2 separate regions of the Mus musculus genome follow, and region 1 is linked to region 2. A link is a contact called in public promoter capture Hi-C data. All regions are on one chromosome and are shown on one strand. The core of a region is the stretch at or near the end of the contact, and the rest is flanking DNA. Distances in the headings are between cores, read along the strand shown.

Region 1 (6,189 bases), core at 2,211-4,710, 160 kb after region 2:
CTTCCTTTTTTCCTTCCTTCTTTTCTTCCTTCCTTTTTTTTCCCTTTGTATTATTTTTTTGGTTTTTCAAGACAGGGTTTCTCTGTCTTGGCTGTCCTGGAATTTGCTCTGTAATCCAAGCTGGCCTTGAACTCAGAGATTCTCCTGCCTCTGCCTCCCAAGTGCTGAGTGGCACATGCCACCACCGTGCATCCTTTTCTTTCCTTTGTTATATTACATTTATTTATGCGTGTGTGCATGCGCACATGCACATGGGCACATATGTTGTGGTGTACACATGGAGGCCAAAGGACACTTGCTGGGGTCCATTCTCTCCTATCACCCCATGGTTCTCAGAGACTGAACCCTTCTTGTTCTGTTTGGCAGCAAGCACATTTATCCACTGAGCTATGCCACTGTCAGAGTCCCTTGTGCGAGGCTCTGAGCTGGCCTGTGGTTGGGACAGAGGTTAGTGTGTTGACAATGGGTGTCATCTCACTTGTGTAGGAAGGAGTGTCATTCACTTGCATCTCCGTGTCTAACACCCCATCTCCATGCCAGTCCCTCTACCTGCAGCTCTGCCCTGTCTTCACCACCTTGCCTTCTTTCTCCTTCATCCCTCCTTTGGGTTCCTCCTGTCTCCTCTGTTCTAAGCAGACAGGCTCCCTCTCTGCCTCCAGATCTCCCCTTGCCTTTCCATTCCCTCTGCCCCCAGCCTGGCAGCCTGCCCTGTAGGAATGTTAATTAGCATTCACGATTTAATTAATTCAGTAGCTAATTAATGATTGGGGACTGGAGGTGGGGAGCCAGGATGCTGGGAGGGGTGTGGGGGGTGCGAGCTGAAGGTGGCAGAGAGAAGTAGCCAAGGCTGCAGAAGGCATCGCAGATGGCAGTGTGGTGGTTGGCACGGTGCCCACTGCCATGGATGCAAGCACACTTGCACGCACGCACACGTACACACACAAAACCGGAAAGGGTGATCGAGGAATAAAATCAAAAGCGGGGCGAGAAGGATGCAGGGGCCCTAGGAACCAGGGCTGAGGGGCTGGGGTGGGGACCAGGGCTGGGGGGCTGGGGGGGCTGGGGGTGGGGAGGACTCTAGATCTATTTGAATCTACTCCGGAAGTGGAAGAGTACGAAAAAAAAAAGAAAGAAAGAAAGAAAGAAAGAAAGAAAGAAAGAAAGAAAGAAAGAAAGAAAGAAAGAAAGAAAGAAAGAAAGAAAGAAACAACCAGAGGCGCAGAAAGAAGAAAGCTCTCCCGGTACCCCACCCCACCCCCGCCCCACCCCAGCCACCCCTCCTCCCTGGCATGGGATTCATGGGCACCAGCTGAGGACAGGGTCCCCTCCCTCTGCCTGCCACATAAATATTGGCACCGAGGACCTAGACTCTGAAGAACAGGGCATTCCAAAGAAAATAGTTTTCATTTTAAGTTGCCTTTTAATGTATATATATATATGTGTGTGTGTGTGTGTGTGTGTGTGTATATATACATACACATATTTATAAAATGTACATATATATATATACATATATATATATATATATATATATATTTAAATTGCACCTGTTTTGGCATGAGGGTGAAGGCGAGTGAAAGAAGGTGACCGAGCCAGAAGGAGAGAGCACAGATGACTTGGTGATGGTATGGTATGGTGAGTTGTGGGGAGAAAGACGGGGGTGGTACAGAGGTTGGGATGGGTGGAATGAGGACTCTGTCTTCCTCTTTTCATTTCACTATGGATGAAGGAGAAAGAGAGAAAAAGAGAAAGAGAAAGAGAGAAAGGGGGTGGGGAGAGAAGCGAGACAGATGGCAGAGTGGAGAGGCGGCAGCCAGTGCCGGCACTGCCCAGCTTGGGCGGACCCAGCTTCCCCCGCCTGCCAGCTCTCCAAATGCCACCCTTCCCCCATCTTCCCCTCTCCCCATCCCCCCAGCTTGGCACTGATCTCAGGGAGAGAGAGGGAGGGAGGCTGGGCAAAGAGCATCTGTTCCCTCCATTCTCCTAGCTCCATCGGCTGCCAACCTAAGGCCATCGCCTGCCTCCATCACCCCTTCGCCTGCCTGCCTACCACCCAATCCCAAATGGGTGCTGGATCAGGTGCCGAATCTGGCTGCCTCCTCGGGTACCAGTCACTGCGTTGCTGTGTGTCTGCCACCGCTGCCTGGCACTCATGGGGCCGTGTGTGTATGTGTGTGTGTGCGCGCGCATGTACATGTACGCATACGCATGTGTTGTATGTGAGCCTCCTGGGCATGGGTGGGGGTTGGCATTGTGGTTGCCACTGTAGCATCCAACTAGAAGGACAGAAGGATGGAGTGGAATAAAGAGGGAGAAGCGCGGGGCCTCGGAGGGGAGAAGAGGGTGCACGAGTTGCTTCATGCTGTATGGTTGCAGGCATTGGCACTGCAGCTGCCACCCTTGTGCCCATGGAGATGGGAGGGGACAAGTGGAGGGGGCAGCGACAGGAGTCCTTGTGCTCTGGGGGGAAGATGCGGCACACAAGAGCTGTTGGCATCACAACTGTAGGCTTGTGCCAGGTCTGGGGTTACAGGAACTAAGGGGACGAGGAGGTAGAGAGGAAGGAAGGACTGGCTGCTGATGCCGCTGCCCCCCTAGGGCTCTGAGAAGTGTGTGGAGAAGGAAGGAGTTACCTCTGCTCCTGTCTGAGAGTGGAGAGAGTAGATGGGGAAGTGCCAGGAAAAACTGGAAGGGGTAGGAGGAGGGACTGTGCCACTACTACCCAGGGAGGACTCGTCTGGGCTGGCCGTGGGGCCTTTTTGTGAGAGAACACTGAAGAAGACAACAGGGAAAGTGGTGCTGCCCATGGAGCCTGGCATGGCTGTGGTGTTGTGTGGATTGGGAAGGGTGACAGTGACCCTCTCAATGTGGTTGGGAAGGCTGTCCTGCCAGGAGTTAGATAGTGAAGATGAAGGGTGTTTCATTTGGGAGAATAGACTGTTTTTTTTTTTTTTTTTCCCTGCCAGGTCCTCCTTCTCATCACTTCTTAGGCATGGAGAGATGAAGGACAGATGGAGTACCGCACAAGGATACAATGGAGGAAGCAGGCCATGACTAAGACCCCAAGGATGAAGAATGGAGAGCCCTGACCGTCCTCCTGGCCTCCAGTCATTTCCCCACTGAAGATGGCCGTACCCTCTAGCCTGGTCTGTATGTCCCCAGCATTGCAGGTGTTGGGGGAGGGAAGGGGCTGCGTGTGAAGCTGAGCTGTGAAACGGGAAGGGTCCCCTTTTGTGGATCCTGTTTGTACTGTCCACTCTTACAAGTGTGGCTGATTTTTTTCTCCCTGGTGCCTCCCTCTCCTCCCCCGCCTTTCTTTTGCCTCCCCCCTTTCATCATCACCATCTGGGTCCTTCTGCTTGGCACCCAACCAAGTAGATGCCGCCACACTTGGCAGTGTTGTGCTGGCATGTGACCAGTGACTCAGATTCTGGCACTGCGGCAAACCCAAAGCCTCGAAAGTTGCTCATGATACCGCTTGGCGGCAATGAGGGAGAGGGGTCATGGGCACATGCGCTGGGTGGAGCTCCGTGTTGTAAAGTGGCACATGACGCTGCCCTTCACAGAGGGAATAAAGCCAGTATTCACTAGAACATCTCCCCTCTGCTCTTCTCCAAACTGGACCCTCAACTCCTCCCTTGACTAATTCCAATAAGGGGGTTGAGTGGGCACCACACTGTTTGAGCAGCCATGCAAAAGCCATCTAGAGTAAGGAGGGATAAGGACGCCATTCACAGCCACAGTGGGCGTGTACTTCTCTCTGCAGTTAGGGCAGAAAGACACCAGAGTGTGAAAAAGGCCTGGGGAAAGGCTTGGCAGCTATGCTGCCCCTTGGGCTTCACTGGTAGGGAGTGGGCTAGGCCTTACATATGTATTTCCTGCTCTCTCATGGTTGAGATGAATTGGTTCCTTGTCCTTTTGTTTAAAACGGTCCTAGAAGGATAAGAGGCACTCTAGAAGTGGAGAGAGGTGTGGTGGTGGTGGTGGCGGGAAGACAAAGGCATCTGGGACTTATACAAAGACGCTAAGAGTTTATGTTTAGAGATTTCTCAATGGCACACCAAATAGGACTGGATTAATTTCTGTCTTTGAAATCTACTCTTGGAAGGGAGGACCATGGCCCAACAATGGCAGTGGGAGAGAAGATGACTCTGTGGAGGACACTCTCCGTTATCTGTGATGACATACACCAGCCCCCGAACAATTTAACCTCAAGCTGCCCTCTGCAAGACTTCGGTAGCACTGGACTTCCCTCATTCCTGGTAGGCAGAGGTTGTTAGCCATCAGCCTGGAAGATCTGAAGGAAAATTTGGCTTTGGGTAAAGTCAAAGGGGATGGCTCTCAGAGATAAGGCCAGTTCATGAGAAGTAAGCAGGGCTTTGCTACCTGTGCAGGGCAGAGCTGCCCTGGGCTGGGGGGAGTTCTGATGTCAACATCTCTGGAGGCAGATGACAACTTCAGAAGAGGCAAAATTTCCCCAGGAGAAAAGAAAACAGGAGGTCTTCAGTCAACATGGTAAGTGGATAGTGTTTAAGAACTGTTTTCTGTTAGATAAAAGCCACTATAAACACATGATACCATCAGATTCTAGTAGGTTGGAAGCTTAAAAGTGTGTCAAGGTCATGAAGATGCTACATCTGAGGAGGAAAGAAACCCAAAACATTTGGTTTGGGTATAGCTTAGTGGCAGAGCACTTGCCTAGCATGTGTGAAGTCTTGGGTTCAAACCTCAGCTCTAAAGAGACAAAAAAGTCCAAAGTGAAGCTAGTGGCTGTGTGGGAGTGTCTGCTGTAGGTCCTAGGGACTAGAGAGCTGGGACAGGTCACAGAGAGATACTGGGGGCTGAGCTTGTTAGGACAATAGCTGTCAGTCAATAGCATAGATCATTTCAGCGGGAGTTTCTGATTCACTTGGTGTAGAGTGTGGTTCAGAAACGTATATTTAATTAATTACTATTTGCGGTACTAGGAATAGATTCAAGGACTTGTGCATGACAGGCAAACACTCTGAGTTATGTCCCCTTTTTGCTGTTATTTTGAGATGGGGTCTTGCTATGTTCAAGGCTGGCCTTGAGCTGACTCTGTAGCCCAGGCTATCTTGAATGTGTGAACCTCCTGTCTCTAGAAATTGGAATTATGGGTTTTTTTCCACTAGATGTATCTTAGGATACATTATAAACATTCGGGAAATCATGATACAGGTGGGCAAACTTTGGGACAGCCTGTTCTATAGTATGGTATTGATCTTGTAGGGCAGTCAGTCTCATAGGAATTTTCCTTCTCTTTGTTGTTTCTTGACCACCTTCATGTCACAGTGATGATATATATGTTGTGGGATTAATGTGTGTGTGTGTTAAGTGAGGGCAGTTGGTAAAAGGCGTGGGGTCGTGAGGTCCAGTTAGGCACATGTAACCTGCTAGAATGGTGACTGTAATGGACAGTAGTTATCACAGAGGCCCTTCCTCGATAGCATCTTCAAAGTCCCACTTCCTTCTCCCCCTAGTTCCAATTGTTGGCTGCCATATGTTTCTGAAACCTTCCTGTGGAGAACCATGAGTTTAAAAGTGTTGCTCACTCGATGTCCTCCATGTCTCTGCGAGATCTACATGGATTTTGTGGTGATAGAGAGATAGATCTTACTCATCTGTCTTTTGGAGACCTGGGTTGTGAAGCAAGAGTCATCAGTGTGCAGGGCAGGACCCATGGCAGGATTGGCAAACACCCCAGAATCTGTAGATAGATTCGCTGCTGAGGTTTGAGTTGTTTGGTGGGATATGTCCAGTATTCTTCAAGGTCAGTGGAGAAGATATTGTGCAGGGTTTGTCATTATGAGAAAAGGACTATGGAGTTATAGATGCGGGGCAACATCTGTGAGCCTCTGCTGACCACTCATATCTGTATGTTAGCCATGGGGTTGACAAGACTGTATGTATGGCTGGATAAGGCTGTATTGCTGCCTCCACTCTCCCCACTCTTGGACAGGTTCATCTTCTTTCTGTCCTACTTATAATCACCCAGGCTGCGTGTCTACTAACTTCTAGCCAGACACCTGTCTGTCACTGGGGAATTGCAGGCAACCCATCTCATACTGGCAGGGAATAAAGCTATCAACTCCATTTTGGTTTGGTGTTTTGGTTAGAGGATTAGCTGGGTCCTTCTGTATCAAGGAAGGTCACAGGGTGGTCACACAA
Region 2 (6,494 bases), core at 3,681-6,180:
ACATAGAGTCAGCTCCAAGCCACCGGGCTGCAAGGTAAGACTCATTGTCAGGAGAAAGAACAAAACCCAAACCCTACAGTTTCTTTCAATTGGGTAGATCATTGATATTCTTTATCAAGTTTTTGTTCGCGTTTTCTCTCATTTTTTTGTAGCTTGTAGCCCAGTCTGGCCTCAGACTCAGTGTTGAGATTCCAGGTGTGTGCCACCAGGTCTGGCTGAATTCTTTGAAAATTAAAAAAAAATCCTTAAATGTGGTTACGGGGAATAACCATAAAATAATAATATATAACTAATCGATAACCTATAAATATATCCCAAAGCTGGATGTGGTGCTGCCAGTTTATAATTCTAGCTTTTGGGAAATAAGAGGCAGGATCAGTGCCACTGTGGCTTATATAAGACCCTGTTCAACACACACACACACACACACACACACACACACACACACACACACACACACACCAGAAATTTTGACCAGAAAGCATAATATAATGGTTGCTCTTCATTCATCATCTCTAGAGAAAAATGATCAAATATTTCCTGTGTATTTAACCCAGTTCTAGGCTCACAGGCAAAGAGAATGGGAAGACATATCTCAGCTCACATGTTGCTCTTACACTCCAGTAGGGGGTCAAACAATAAATAAATCTCATAACTATGTTAGAAGGTAGTAAATACTATGAGGAAAGATGCCTGGTGACACACATCTTTCATCGTAGTGTTAGGGAGGCAGCTGCTAGGCAGCTCTGCAAGTTCAAGACCAGCCTGGCCTACGTGTGAGACCCTGTTTAAAGATACTATTTTTAAATAACAGGATGAAGGATAGAAATATGTAGATTCTCTAATTTTAAATCAAATGATCAGGGAAATCCTCATGTCTAAGATGACAAGTAAAACTACGAATTACGGTATAACTGAAGGTATCTACTAGCACTTAAACATTTTTATATTTTCCTATAAAACTTATATAGGTTAGAAAATAGAATGTGATAGTGTGAAGTCTTCAGCAAGAGCAGACAAAGATCCCATTTGTGGTTTTGTCTGATGGGCAGGTTTTGTTCTTTCTGCTGTCAGTATTTTCTGACTGGGGTGGGGGATAATAAATATAAGCAAATCTGATAGAGCAACTGAAAGCAAGTTTTTTAGATAAAAAGTTGTTAAAAACATAACCAGTCAAGCTTGGTGATGGGCATATATACTTGCAATCTCAACATTCAAGGGATGGGAGGGGTCACTGAAAGTTGGAGGTTGATCTGTCTACATAATGAGTTGTAAGCCAGCCAGGGCTACTTAGACAGACCCTTTATCAAAAGATTAGCCACTCAGTGGGCTGTCGAGATGACTCAGTGGGTTACAGTCCTTGCCATCATGCCTGGCAATCCAAGTTCAGTCTTGGACAATGGAAAGGGTATACTGAGTCTGGCAGCTCACATGAGTGCCATGACATGTGCTTCCTTCAAATAAAAAGTTGAAAAAGAGAATGAAACAGCCTATCAGTTGAGCTAGAGAAATGGCTGTGGCTAAGAGCACTTGCTGCTTAACTCAGAGGAGGTCAGATCCTAGGATCAGTGCCATGTAGTTCAAACCTCCAGCTCCAGGAGATGATAAACACCTCTGTTTTCTGTGGGCACCAGAACACAGACCCATACAGAAATAATATGTTTTAAAAGTTATCCAGTCAAAGCTGAAATGAAGCAGCCTGGTAGAAGCCCTTTCACATTTAAATACTACCTCACTTCTGTACAAGGTCTGAGCTAGGAAGTTACTGCAAGCTAGGATGGACCACATCAGAAGATACCAGGATCTTTTCTAAAAGAGACTCGAAAGGCTGGACAGATAGCTCAGCATTATGAGTGCTTACTGCTCTTACAGAGGACCTGGTTCACATCTCAGCACCCATAGAACAGCTCACAGCTACCTGTACTCCAGTTCCCTGGAATCTGATACCCTTTGGCTTCTGTGGGCGCCTCCATGTCAGTGCTACACATAAATTCACACAAACACACATATACATACATAGAAAAGTAGTAAGTCTTTCAAAATAGCATAAGGCTTCAAGTCATATGTCATCACTGACCAGTGAAATATAATGCAAGTCACAAAAAGAGTTTTACATTTTTCTAGGGGCCTCATTAAAAATTGAGAGAGCCTTTAATCCTAGCATTTGGAGGTCAGAAGCCATAGGATCTTACTCTGTAGCTATGTAGCTCACTATGTCCTGAAACACACTATGTAGATAAGGCTGACCTTGAACTCAACCTGTCTCTGGGCCCAGCCCCCCCCCCGTTTTTTTTTTTTTTTTTTTTTTTGAGACAGGGTCTCATGTAGCCCAGGCTAGCCTCAGCTTTCCTATATAAGTGAGGCTGGCCTCGAACTCCTGATGCTTCTGCTTCCCCACCCCCCAAGTGTTAGGAATTCAGGAGTCTGTTATGTTATCACACCTAGCTCTGTGGGATATTTTGTTTTTTAAAGATTTTAAAAATGTATACGTGTGTGGGAGAGAGTATGTGCATGTGTGTTAGTACCTGTGGAGGCCAGAAGGTGTTGGATTCGATAGAGCTGAAGTTACGGGTGGAGTGAGCATGTAGGTGCAGAGAGCTGAACTCAGCTCCTCTGTAAGAATATCAAGAGCTGTGGCTTTTGAGACAAGGTTTCTCTGTGGCCTGGCTGTCCTGAAACCCAACCTATAGACCAGCTGGCCTCAAACTCACAGAGATCCACTTGCCTCTGCCTCCCAGTGCTGGGATTAAAGGCGTGTGACTCTAGTTACTCACTGTGCAGACTGGCCTGGGACTCCTGGTTGTTTTTCTGCTTCAGCTTCTCAGGTGCTAAGATTACACATGTGTATCACAATGCTGAGAGGAAAATAATAACCTCAGCATGCTCCTCGGGTAGGAGGATCTCAGGTGTAAGGCCAGACTATATAATACAGCCCTGTCTCAAAACAAAAACAAAAACAAAAAAAAAACAAAAAAACCAACCAAACAAAAAAACACACAGCCGGGCAATGGTGGTGGCGCATGCCTTTAATCCCAGCATTTGGGAGTTTAAAGCCAGGCTGGTCTACAGAGAGAGATCAAGGAAAGCCAGGGCTACACAGAGATCCTGTATCAAACAACAAAATTCAATCTAAAGGATTTAGGGGAATATGGTTTTGCAAAGGTTATTTAACAGATGGGTGTGGCAGCACACACCTTTATTCCCAGGGTTTAGGGAGTAGAGGTAGGTGGGGTCTGTGTGAGATTAGGTCAGCCTAAACTATAAATTGAGTTTCAGGCCAGTCAGTCAGTCAGTTAGATCCTGTCTCCAAACACCACCATCATCACACGAAGGCATTTGGTAATCACATTTCCCTTAGTTAACCTTGCTTAAATTGGGTGCCAGCAAACCCTTCAGATTTTGAATTGGCTGGAATCGGTGTAAGGTTCTTTGGAACGCATTTGGTGCCTGACTTCGGTGATCAACTTCAGTTCAGATGGATCCGCAGCAAGAGTGCGACTCTGCTTCCAGCTCCCAAGCTTCTGAGGTAAGGCCTGCAACTGTGGGGTCAATCAGCTGTGCTTCCGACTTTGCTTTTGCCCCACTCCCCTGGTGCGACCAAGTTAGCCATTTTGATTGTGCTTGTATGAATCTATCCCTCAGACTTGTAGTTTGGTCTGTCTACAAAAAGTCCGTCCTCTTGCAGATTTAGCACTACTGTTCTTTAATTTTTATAAATGTGTGGAATTTCTTCTGGAGTGTGGGTATCATACTATCGTCTCCAGGGCCAGATCTCATGGTTATTTGAAGGTGCAGAGCTGTCTTGAGAATTTGCATGGAGAATTTCCCCCAGTGGTCTTCAAAGTGGTTTGGAAGCTAGGAAATTACACCTAGAAGTTGCAGTCACCCAATAATCACACAAATTTGCGGATAGAAATATAAACAGGACTTGGCCCCTTGTCTGCGGGCACTCTGCTTAGCTAGGAAGGAGCACAGAACGGTTAAGAGTGCAGTGGAAATAGGCCCACTTGTCTCAAGATAAAATGGGAAACCTGGTGGAAGGCATTCTCACTGAGGTGGTCTGGTTTAGGAGAAACTGCACATATGGGACTAAAGCTGTGAACCTCGGGTAAACCGGGGAAAGTGTGGAGACCATACTTGCAAACTAGCCCTAAGTAAGGAATTTTTGACACGTCAGCTGGCCAAGAAAAAGAGGGTGTTGTAATAAGTTAGGCAAGAAAACTGGCTGAATCTTAGTCTAAAACAATAACCTATGCAGAACAACGGGACACAACTCCTAGTGGGAGTGAGGTTTGCTGATCCTTACTTTTTTTTTATTTTTGAGGTTACTTTTCTATGTAGTGTTGACTGGCCTGGGAACTCATTCTGTAAGTAGTCTAGTTTTGAACTCACAGAAATCTACTTGCCTCCGCTTTCTGAGCGCTGGTATTAAAGGCGTACGCCACCACACTCCGCCTAGGAATTCCCTAGTTTTAAGCCAGGCCATCCTTTCGAGAGCAAGGTTCACCTGTCGCACAACGGGTGTCTGCCCGTCGAATCCCATAAGCCAATCGGCATCCAAGAATGGGCCACTTCGGTGAGGCGTTTGGAAGATTGGTCCTTTTCGCCTCACCAGTCAGAGGCCAATTGCGGAGCATCCTCCATGTTGTGGGCCCGCCCATGGGTGGAGGATGAACGGAAGGTCGTCACAGTGCGGGCGTATTGTTACCTAAGGACTCAACAGGAGGTGGGGTGTGTTGATTGACAGGCATATTTCACCTACCGGGTTTAGAGAATTTGGCACAGTGGCCCGCCTTAGAGGTGGGGCCTCGTTTGATTGCCAAGTAGAATTCCCCAATAGTATTCGAGCTCGGGGTAACGGGCAGGCTGACTGACTAATGAATCCTCGGCGTGGCCGGCTCAGTTCTCCAATCGCCGATCGGCGGGCCCCAGTCTGAGCGGCGATGGCGGCGGCGGCGGCGGCGGCAGCAGCAGCGGGGGCTGCGGGCGGTCGGGGCTCCGGGCCGGGGCGGCGGCGCCATCTTGTGCCCGGGGCCGGTGGGGAGGCCGGGGAGGGGGACCCGGGGGGCGCAGGGGACTACGGGAACGGCCTGGAGTCTGAGGAGCTGGAGCCTGGGGAGCTGCTGCCGGAGCCCGAGCCCGAAGAGGAGCCGCCCCGGCCCCGCGCCCCTCCGGGAGCTCCGGGTCCTGGGCCCGGCTCGGGAGCCCCCGGCAGTCAGGAGGAGGAGGAAGAGCCGGGACTGGTTGAGGCCGACCCCGGCGACGGCGCCATTGAGGACCCGGTGAGGGGAGGAGGGCGAGCGAGCGGGCCGGGTCATGGGAGGCCCAGAGCACGGACAGGAGGCAGGCAGGCGGGGGGTGGGGTTGGGCGGGGAATAACGTGGCTGGTGGCGGGCCGAGGCCGTTCGTGAGCGGCCTGGTGGGGCATCATGGGTGTCTAGGGTGGCTCTAGAGAAGGTAAATTGACTCTTTTCATTTTTTCTGCGTGTTTTTTTTAAATAATATTTTTTATTTCAATCACGACCCTCGCACGAGGCGAGGGAAATGGCCGAGCACGGCTGTGGCCGGGCCCAGACAAAATGTACGGCACAGCCCCTGCGTCTGGTTAACTGCATGCCCTGCTCATTCATTGTAGGAGCTAGAAGCGATCAAAGCTCGAGTCAGGGAGATGGAGGAAGAGGCTGAGAAGCTAAAGGAGCTACAAAACGAGGTAGAGAAGCAGATGAATATGAGTCCACCCCCAGGCAATGGTGAGTAGATCGCCTCATGCACGCACAGTCCGGATCTTTGGTTGATAGGGTAGTGGGGGAAGACTGCAGCGTGGCAGAAGCCGGGGACCTTGAATGAAGCTGCTCGTCTGAGCAATTTTTTCTGGGCAGGTGCTGTGGTCATAGTCCATTACGTGTTCTACTGACCTTTGTTAGACACAAGCCGTTTTGGTGAAGAGATAGTCTTGTGCCTTCCTTTGTCTCATTTATAAATGTGTTTCTCTTTGTTCTTAGTTTGTCTGTACCCTTCTTGGGGCGATTATCAGCTGGCATTTGACCTTCAAGTCTTAACACTTTTCAGTTGGAGACCCTTTAGTTAGGACTTAGGAACTGACTGGTGGCTGTAAGGGAGGGAGTTCTTTAAAAATGTTAGATTTCAGTCCATTCTGTTTTGTTTGCTTTGAGGCATTTCAGCTAAAGCTGAATAGAGACTCGACTTGAAAAACGTAAAATCTTAACACCGTTTTTTATGGTCTTTTAAGAGGTAGTTTCTCTAATGTATATTGAAACCTACTATGTGCTAAACACTGTTATAGGTAATTGGTATAGTAGAAGTATACCCAAAATTTAGCCTGCGGGTGGAAGTGTGTGTGTATTGATCGAGCAGAAGATGTGCTTGCCTAAGGTAATTTTTTTCCCCTCTAAAAGCTGGCCCAGTGATCATGTCTCTTGAGGAGAAGATGGAGGCTGATGCCCGCTCTATCTACGTTGGCAATGTATGTATCA

The links. Promoter capture Hi-C pulls out the DNA fragments that hold promoters and counts their contacts.
Region 1: a promoter capture Hi-C map of hippocampal neurons shows a contact between it and region 2, with 2.6 times the contacts expected there. The contact joins the enhancer-like site here to the promoter of Pabpn1 in region 2. A contact is called at or near these places in 4 of 39 promoter capture datasets (cranial neural crest, hippocampal neurons, liver and 1 more), 1 of 484 Hi-C or Micro-C datasets (muscle stem cells), 7 of 115 datasets of contacts at active chromatin or transcription factors (the SCID.adh cell line, SST interneurons, embryonic forebrain and 3 more) and 2 of 9 other capture datasets (liver and pancreatic islet).

What each region holds. Positions count from the first base shown.
Region 1 is chr14:55,051,916-55,058,104 of GRCm38.p6, forward strand. No RefSeq gene overlaps it. Among named protein-coding and RNA genes, the nearest start is that of Zfhx2, 37 kb to the right of the region's middle. Within about 2 kb of position 3,461, at least 101 of the 459 cell types and tissues checked have an H3K27ac peak or open chromatin away from gene starts, as enhancers often do. A contact at or near this core is called in SST interneurons, hippocampal neurons and muscle stem cells, where this site is marked.
Region 2 is chr14:54,889,213-54,895,706 of GRCm38.p6, forward strand. Pabpn1 (poly(A) binding protein, nuclear 1) reads left to right here and starts at 4,931. Exons shown (of 7, transcript NM_019402.2): 1 at 4,931-5,282; 2 at 5,636-5,750; 3 at 6,417-6,484. The coding sequence starts at 4,944. It also overlaps a transcript of Bcl2l2 not described here.